2 separate regions of the Sus scrofa genome follow, and region 1 is linked to region 2. The links are chromatin contacts, called in public HiChIP or PLAC-seq maps. All regions are on one chromosome and are shown on one strand. The core of a region is the stretch at or near the end of the contact, and the rest is flanking DNA. Distances in the headings are between cores, read along the strand shown. Region 1 holds the start of SETD7 (histone-lysine N-methyltransferase SETD7). Region 2 holds the start of MAML3 (mastermind-like protein 3).

Region 1 (4,500 bases), core at 1,609-4,108, 600 kb before region 2:
AGTCAATAAATTAAATTTAAAGAAGGCTTCCAATCAATGTCTCTGGGCCTTGCTAAGTCCCAACATGGCTTTACTTATTAGAGATAAATAGTTCTGTGAGTTCAGGACATTGGGAAATTAAAACACCACCACCACCACTCCGTGAAGCTGGATAAAGAAACAAGAAGTTTCAATCGTTACATTAGGACAGTTACATTTTTAAAGAATTCAGAAATATGATTCTACTTAATCTCTCTCTAAGACCTCGGAGCACTGCAAACGGAGTCAATTATGTTGACATAAAAACTGATTTTTTTTCTCCAAGCAGCAATAACTATGCATCCGCCTCTGTAAGGTTTCCACTTTTTCTTTACCATTTATGTGAACTTGTTCATACAAATCAGATAGAAACCAGATTCAAACAAAAGCTAAAAAATATTTACTTAGATGCTTGGTTAAAATATTTTGGAATAATACCACGCAACATCGCAAAACATCACGACGTACTGTCGAGTAGAAGCAAATAAATACGCTAAAGAGTATTTTCCAGTATTCACTGTTACAAAATCATAACATCTCATGACACAAACAACTAGATTGTATAACGTCCCCACCTCGTTTTTTGGAACTAGCGAAAAGAAAGAAAGAAAGAAAGAAAGACAGAAAGAAAAAAAAAAGAGGTGGAGAAAGTCAGCAAAACAAAGTGGCGAGAAAAGTCGGGGGAGGGGCGCTAGAAGCGAAGGGGCGGAGAAACACGACACCCAGGCGGTGATATCACCCACAGCCAACTGCATGGAATTCAGAAAGTTAAGTGTCACCCAGCAATTTCGGTCCGGGCTTGCGGCGCGCCTGCACAGCGTGGCGGCGGCGGCACCCGCCTGGGAAGCAGGGAGGGGGAGGGGCGGTTTGACTGAGTTCGCTCGGGGGCAGCAGAGGCCAGGGCCAACCGCCTCCCGGTCGGCGTGCGTTCAAGCCCCGGGTCCGGAGCGTCGCCTACGGCCCTGCAATGATTTCACTGTTTCAGAGGAGCGACCGCCGGGCCCGAGGCTGCCACGTGCCCCGTTCGGCCCCGTGCACTGCGTCGCGGAACCGACCCGGACGCGGCCGCGGTCACCGCGGGTCCCAGAGGCAAGCGAAAGGAGAGGGCTGGCGACCGGAGAGGGGCTCGAGCTTGCCAAAACCGGGCAGGGGGATTGCTCCCTGGAGACCGCCGGCCGCAGGGGGGCTGTCCTTCTACGCACCCCCACCTTTCATCCCCCAAAGGGGGAAGGGCCGGAGCGCGGGGCACGTTTCGCAACTCCGAGGGCGGATGCAGGCGGTGGCCGGGCGGGATGGAACAGCCCTGCCCGCCGGGGGACCCCGGCCCAGCCGAGCCCCGTTCCCGGCCTGTGCCCCTCCGCGCAGTGCGCGCTCCGGCCCGCGTGGCCGTGGCTGTCCGGCCCCTGCTCGAGCCGGGCAGCGGGCCACCCGCGGAGGGGACAGTGGCGGCCTCGGGGCCCTGCGCCGCGCGGGTCGCAGCCCGCCACTCCTTCCGCGTTCCGTGCCCTCGGCGCCTCCTCCCCCGGCCCCAGAGAAACGCTTGTACCTTCCACCGCCTCCTCCACCATCTCGTCGTCGCTATCCATGGCGGCTGGGGACCCTGCCCAGCTCGGGGCCGCGCCGCTGCCTCCCGTCCCTCCGGGTGCTCCCGGCGGCTGAGCGAGCGCTGGGGCTGAACCCTGCGAGTTTAGAGGAGGAGGAAGAGGAGGAGCAGTCGGGGCTGGCTCGCACTGCCTCCCCCTACAGCCCTTTCAATTCCTTGGCCTTAAGCTGCTCCGGCAGCAGCCGTCCCTCCTCCCTTCGCCCACTTGCCCCTTGCCTCCGAGGCTCGGGGTGCCGCCGTGGCCGCCGCCGCCGCTGCAACTTTCTCCTGTAATACCCCCTCTTTGTTATCGAGCAGCTGATCCGCTGACATCACCCAGCGCCGGTGCGCTCCCTCCCTCGTTGATTGACAGTTCCCTGTCCCTTCCCAGAAGTAAGGCTTCTTAAAACGAAAGGCGCTCCGAGTCCGCGCTGACTCCGTGCCCCAGCCCATCAGCCCCCGGGCCCAGAAGGGTTTATCTTTTGCTTCTGAGCTGCCTGGTGCGTTCCGACCGCGCCACGCCGGGCCTGGGCTCGGTGGGCTCCTCGCGAGCGCTCGGGACCTCCAGGTACCCGCCCTCCAGGGGCTCAGAACTCCCGACCTCCACCTGTGCGGGGGACCACTTGGAAGTCCGCGGGCAGTGCTCACCACCCCCACTCCCATCCCCCGCCCCTTGGACAGCCTCCAAAGGGCAAGGGAAGCTAAGGCAGCGTTCCTGACGCTCCAGCGCCTTAACTTCCTTCTGCTCTCGCCCTCACTTCACCCTCGTTTGCCACCCGGAGCTGCACGAGTGCGGCACGCACGGGAGCGCAGGTGTCCCCCGCGTTGCCGCATCACATCCGCGAGCAGGTTTCCCAGACACGGGGTGGGGGTGACATCCAGCCCAGATGAGGTTCCAACCCTAGTGCGCTGCGTCCTCACCCTCCTCGGGACCGTCAGGCGTCCTGGGTGATTCAGAAATTCACCAGATCCAAATGGCAGCGGTCTCTTTACCAGGCAGGAAACAAGCCGCGCGGAAGGCCCGGCAGGTCCCTCCTCGCGGTTGTGGTAACGGAAAAGGAACCACCGAGTGGAGCTACCGGGGAAGGACCCTCTGTCTGGCGCGCCTCCTTCTCGCGCCTCTCGCCCTGTACGTGGGATGTCCCCAGCCGTCTCCCTGTTCCTCCGAGTGCCAACCCCTTCACAGATTCGGGCTCTCGAAGTGGAGAACATCACAGGGCGCCCGCTTCCCGGCCGCGCCACTTAGTGTCATTATGGCGTTGCCTCTTACAGGTGGCGATAAAGGGCGGCTGTAAATAGCTGGCTAAATGGATGCAAATGTACACAATGTACCGTGGAATTACCGGGTGCCGCTCTGGGCATCCGCCAAGAACAGCTACTGCACGGAGAGGGCGGGGGGATAGAAGGGAGCAAGAGAAAGTTGTTTATTTTGTTTTCTGAACAGCAAAAGAGACTTGGGGGATTTCAAAGTACTTCCAGTACCGGGAGACCACGCCTTGGTTTTGGCTTTGGGCTTAAATGCCAGGTATTCTTATCCAGTGTTGTGAGTTTCTCCTTAAGTTCAGTTTTTGTTTTTGTTTTGGTTTTGGTTTTGGTTTTGTTTTGTTTTGTTTTCCTCTGTGAAAAAGAGAATCATGTTAGGAACATTTGTCCTATACTCTGCCAGGAATTTCAACCCCCTTTGTTTCAGAAAGAGAGGGAAGGGTCCTGTGCCAGGAGTTAGGAAACTTGGGTCTTGGTATTGCTCACCTGCAGAGGGACCCTGGGAGGCCACCTCTTCTGGCCTGAGTTCCTCCCTTAGGAGCTAAGAGGTGCTGCGACACTGGAAGAAGGACCCTCCAGTCTAGACTAGAACACTCTGAGGTCCCCCAGCTTAGGCTAGACTGCTCAGAGGTTCCCCAGCTTAGTCAATACCTTTCAAAAGTCTTCTGGCTTAGATTTAACCTTCTTATTAAAGGTTTCCAGTGCAGATACTTGGCTCCAAAGCTACACAGAGAAGGGGTTTCTGCAGTGGAAGATGAAAGAACCACTTCATTTTACATCATTTGTAAACATGAACCATAGAAACAGAATTTTCTTTCTTTCTTTCTTTTTCTTTCTTTCTTTCTTTCTTTTCCCCCCACCATGTACCAAGCTTACTCACTCACTGGTTTTGAGTTACATGACATTTTTTCTTATTTTCCCTTTTTAAGCATATCATCGCCTCTCTTTCATATTATACTGGTGCACACAGCACACCAGATATCATCTTCTTCTCCAGTTTCCAGTTTATCTTTTTAAAAGATACTGAAAGCTAAAGGCAGCACACATTATTTATGTATTTACTCAAAAGGGGCTGAAGCAGAGGGAGGGTAGTTTGGAAGAAATCACCCCTCGAAATACACAGGTGGGGTCACAGAGTCGCAGCAAGTTCACAGTGGGTTGGGTATGTGGGTGGAGGGAAGGAGGGAGGGATCTCATCAGGGGTGTCCTACCCTAACTTTAAGTTTAGAGGAGGATGTCCAGCTTGGTGCTATGAAGTTTTTCCTGCCCACCCAAACTGTCATGTGCTCACTTTCCACTTGCTGCTAGAGAACACGTGGAACCCTGCACACAGCCCCCATCTCTGCATCAGGCCTCCTCTGGACTAGTAAGGGGTGGAGTGGAAAGCAACCAGGGCCTTCCTGCCAGAACCTTCTTCAGTTTTGCACATGAGACAGGCAGCAGCAGGGCACAGTCCCAATCCCCTCCCCCACCACTCATGCTGCTGGCTCTGGGTCCAAAGTTTAGGCAAAATGTTTTGATGACTTCCGTAAGATCCATTTGCATTTTTTACAAATCACTTTGTGTGTGTTTTCAATCCCTTTCTCTAGATGGACTGACTGATCTTTCTCAAGAGCCCCAGAACCCAGCACAGTGCA
Region 2 (4,810 bases), core at 1,674-4,173:
GGAGGAAAGGGAGGAGGGAAGGTGCTGCCGGCGGGAATGGGCAGGATCACGGCGAGGAGGGAGGGAGGAGGGGCTGGGTAGCCTCGGAGAACTGGGAGGAGGGAAAGATTCTTGAAGCCCAAGATAAACAAATTGTTCCTCTTCACGTGCGGGGTGGGAGGAGGGTGGGGAGCGAGCGCGGTCTCTCCTCTTCCCCTCCCCCAGGCCGGCTCTTTGTCACCGAGAGCCGGGAGAAAGCCCGCGCCGGCACCCGCACCACCCCTGGAGCCGACGACCCCTAGACCCAGGACGTGCGCGATTTATACGCCGCACACCGAGAGGGCCTCCCGCGCCGCCGATCGAGGTGCGGTCTGCAGGGGGAAACGGGAGAAAGCGCACCGCACCGCTGCGCTCCCAGATTCCCGCTTCCCGCCCCACCCCGCACACGCGCGCAACCCAACCCTGGCGGCGCGGCACGGCGGGGGAGGGGGCTGCAGACACCTTTCCCAAGCTTCCGGCTGCCCCCCCTCCTCCGCACCGCCCCCGCCAGAAAGGAAAGCAAAAGAACCGGAGAGGAGATAGGAGAAAGGATTCAACCCTCAGGGTTAAGGGGTGGGAACTGCCCCTTCCTCCCGGAGAAGTTAAGCCATTGGCTGCTCCTCCTACCTCGAACCCACCCACCCAACCATTTAAGCCTCTTTCACCTCCGCGCTACCTTCCACTTCTCCGGGCTTATCACACAGGCTCGGAAAGTTGGCAGGGAGTGGGGCGGGAGAGAAGCGGAGAAAGCTACATGCGAGCAAGTTTAAGAGGAGGAGGAGAAAGAATCCCCGGCGAAGTTGTGTGGCGGGGACTCTGGGCGCAAGCCCAGGGCGTCGCCCCCCCCCCTCCCGACCCCGCCGAGCCGCTCCCCGCTCGACCCTCGGGGCCGCTCCACCTGCCGGGGCAGCCCCGGCTCTCCAGCCGCGAGGGAGCGCACCCGCGCCCCGCATCCAAGCGCGCTCCCGCGGACGCGCGCGCGCAGCCACCCTCGCTGGTTTCTCACCCACTTCAAAGTTCATTCACAAAACTCTCAGACTTTCTCAGCCCGAAGAGGGTGAGCTGAGGGGGAGGGGGAGAGCATCTCCCTTCCTCCTCCTCCTCCTCCTCCTCCCCCCAGGGTTCGAGGGCCTGATGCCCGCCCAGAATCTGCGACAGCATCAATTTCTCCCCGCACCCAGAGGATGTGCTGAGAGGGGTGGGCGAAGGGGGACGGGTCTGGGGAGCCCAGGCGGCAAGGCGAGGGGTCGGGTGGGGAGCGGTGAAGACGAGGAGCGAGGTTTCAACTCTGGGTTCACTCTTTCAAATTGGTATTTGAGAACGGGAGAGGGGGGAAAACTTTTCCAGCACCTCACCCCGACGCTCCTCCAGGCTCCCTCCGCCCCTCGCAGTCGTGACTGGCTTCTCCCCCTCTCGCCCCCTCTTCTCCAAATCTGACAACCCTGACAGATTAACAGGTAGCGGCGACGGCAGCTTTTAGCTCAGGAAAGTTGACGTTAACCCTTCGGCTTCAGCCCACCTCACCCGCCTTGCAAATCAGATCCCCGTGCCCCCGTGTAAGAAGCTCCCCCCCCCCACGCGCGCGCCCCATGCCCGCTGCCAGCGCGCCCTCACCATGATCAGCGTGTGGTTCCTCTGCTCCGCCGAGGCAGCCTCCGCATCTTGCTGGGGTTTGCTCTGGTGCTGTTGCTTGCCGGTGCCGGCGCCGGATTTCTTGGCCCTCTGCTCCAGGGTCCGCTGGTAGAGGCTCACGGTGTCCCGGCGCTCCAGCTCCAGCTGCTCCACCTGAGCCTGCTGGTACCTGTTCTCGCAGTTGACGTGGTGCCGCCGGCAGCCCTCGATGCGCTGGCGGAGCCGCTCCACCACTGTGCTGTGCTTGGGGACCGCCGCCGATCCGCCGCCGGGGCCCCCGGAGCCGCCGCCACCGCAGCCGGCAGCGGGGTGATTGCTACTCGGAGCAGCGGGAGTACTATTGGGAGTATTATTCACACCGATCCCGGCCCCGCCGAGGCTGCTGTTCAGGCTACTGTTGATGCAAATACTACTGCCATTCGCGGCGGCAGCGGGGGCTGCGAAATCCCCCATCCTGCTCCCCGGGCACACTATTTTGGAAGAACTTTTTTTATCCACCCCCTATCAGCCTTCTCCTTGGGTCCAAGGATTAAAATAGTTTAAGTGGAACGCGGGGGAGACGCAAGCACATGGATGGAAACAGCGATCCCGGCCGGGCGAAAAAAAGGGGGAGAGATTTTGGGGTGGTTTTTTTGTTTCCTTTTTTAAACTGTAAAGCTCGAGGGGGAAAAAGAGGGGGGTGTTATCAGAATACCATCAGACACCTATCAACAAAAAGAATCACAACAAACTGAGCCAGCAGCAAATCGGGTTGCAACTCAAGGGGAGATCCGCTCTTCGCCTGCCTTCTTTTTATAATCCATTATTTTCTAATAAATTCCAGGAGATTTCCGGTAGTTGGCAAGCATTTTCTCCCTACGTACCGAAAAACACACCCCATGTACACACACAAGCATATGCCTCCAGTGCGGACACGCGCGACACACACTCACTCCACACCGCATCGGAAAACGGCAAGCTTGCTTATTGCATTTTCCTTCCACAAAAAAGTTTTGGTGTTTATGCCGCCCCGTGTTCTCAAAGTACTTTGGCTGCTCAGTTGCATTTCACAGGAACCTAGATATCGAATCCTCGGGCTGGGGGAAGTAAACACATGGACAGTCCGAGGCGACTGCAAAAGTAGATCGGTGAAGTCCTTTGCAAAACGCCGCGCGGAGAGCAGCCCCTAACGCTCGGCTGGGCTGCCGCTGCCGCCGCTGCTCCTGCCACCATCACAATGATCAACTGCTCGCCGCCGCCGCCGCCGCCGCCGCCGCCTCCTCCTCTCGCTCCTCCACCTCCTCCTCCTCCTCCATGCCAGCGGAGTGATATCAGGACGCGCGAGCTCAGTAAACACGGCAGCGGCGGCGGCTTGGAGGCCGTGAGACAGGCCCGGGGACACCGCGCAAAACCCGGCCCGGACTCTCACCCGGCTGGAGCGGGCGCGGCGCGCACAGGCACCCGGCTCCCGCCTCCCTCCGCTCGTCCTCCCCGCCCTTCCACGCCCCCAACCTCCCTACTACCGGGACTGGGAAGCCGGCGCTGCCAGAAAACAGAGAAAGAAAGATTCTGAGGGATCTTGGGAACGCATCAACTTTTGACCTGTGTGTGTGTGTGTGTGTGTGTGTGTGTGTGTGTGCGTGTGCGCGCGCGCCTGTGTCTGTGTGCGTGCGCGCGTGTGTATATATGTGTGTGCGCGCGAGCACGCGTGCGCGCACGGCCAGGGACGCGCCCGGCTGGCTGGATTTCCTTATTCCAAGCGAGGTATCAAGAGAGCCCAAGTTGTTGTTATACATTTATGCATTATATTGCAGAACCGTGCATGATCAGGCAGAAACACTGAAGCTTCACAGCAGTTGTCTGTCATCCCTATCCATGTGGAAAGAAAAAGGCAAATGAGTGGCTCGTTTGTTTGTAAAACCCAGGTAGTAAGTCCTGAATTGTAGTAACGCTGCTTATGAACACGCGTTCAAACTCTAGGCCATCTTAACACACAAATGCCAAATCCTGAACAAAAAGAAATAGGCAACAAAGAACTTGGAATATTATTTAATGCGCGGTACATAATGACTGCTGTTATTAGGGCAATTATTGTTTTACTTACTTGGAAGAAAAATTAAAATAAAGCAAACAGGGACTTGGAGGTGAGACTAACAGTACATTTTAACAGACTGTTTTGAACACTAGGTGCTAATGACAGCAGTAATTAAGGGTCCTTCGTAAATCAGGTGGAAAGATTGCAGATTTCATGGACTAGAACTATAGGAAAAACACAGCATTTCACAGTTTGTCAAAACAAAAACAAGCAAAAATAACAGGCTGACTTTATTGCTAGATATATTTCTTTCTGTTTAAATGAATTCACCATAAGTACAATTAAAATGGAGTGGCAACCAGAGAGAGTAATCTAAACTTTCCACTATCTTTCTGATATTATCAAAAATATCACCAACAACAATTAAGGATCAAATACAATATCCTTGAGTCTGGACTTAACCCATTGCAAATACATAATTGTGAAAAAATTAAAATAGGGAGTTCCCATCGTGGCTCAGCAGAATCAAATCTCACTAGCATCCATGTGGACACAGGTTCTATCCCTGGCCTGGCTCAGTGGGTTAAGGTTCCCAAATTGCTGTGAGCTGCGGTGTAGGCTGGCAGCTACAGCTCGGATTCAACCCCTGGCCTGGGAACCTCCATATGTCATGGGTGCAGCCCTAGAAAGACCAAAAAAAATAAAATTAAAATGAAGAAATAGCGTTTCTGTGATTATCATGAGAACTTGATTGTGAGCTGTTAATAATAAGGCATTTTATATTATCTCAATAAATCTTAGAGAATTAGTTTTTAGAGTAAAAATACACCCCAGTTTTCTAAAATAGCCAGGAATAAAAGAACTTTGGATCTCATGCATTAGTCATGAGATCTGATTTAAACCATCTTCATTTCTTGGCATTGCAGATTAGCATAGGATGCTATTTCTAACCTCATAATGTCAGCAATAAGAAGCAATATTTTTCTTCAATTAATCAGGTCTATATGGTGAACTATATCTTTAACATCCATTTGGGTTATATGGTAAAATGGGTAGCAAAATATTGATTAACCTGGTGTGACCAACGTGAAAAAATATCTTTCGCTAAAGTTGCCATACTTTTTCAGAGGGCTAGTTAGTTAACAT

The links. HiChIP or PLAC-seq counts read pairs in DNA pulled down with a chosen protein or histone mark.
Region 1: an H3K27ac HiChIP or PLAC-seq map of alveolar macrophages shows a contact between it and region 2. The contact joins the promoter of SETD7 here to the promoter of MAML3 in region 2. A contact is called at or near these places in 1 of 47 Hi-C or Micro-C datasets (liver) and 1 of 2 datasets of contacts at active chromatin or transcription factors (alveolar macrophages).

The regions. Positions count from the first base shown.
Region 1 is chr8:87,476,624-87,481,123 of Sscrofa11.1, reverse strand. It overlaps SETD7 (histone-lysine N-methyltransferase SETD7), which reads right to left and starts at 2,858. Exons shown (of 9, transcript XR_002346776.1): 1 at 2,522-2,858; 2 at 1,565-1,697.
Region 2 is chr8:86,877,466-86,882,275 of Sscrofa11.1, reverse strand. MAML3 (mastermind-like protein 3) reads right to left here and starts at 2,923. Exons shown (of 7, transcript XM_021100677.1): 1 at 1,633-2,923. The coding sequence starts at 2,103.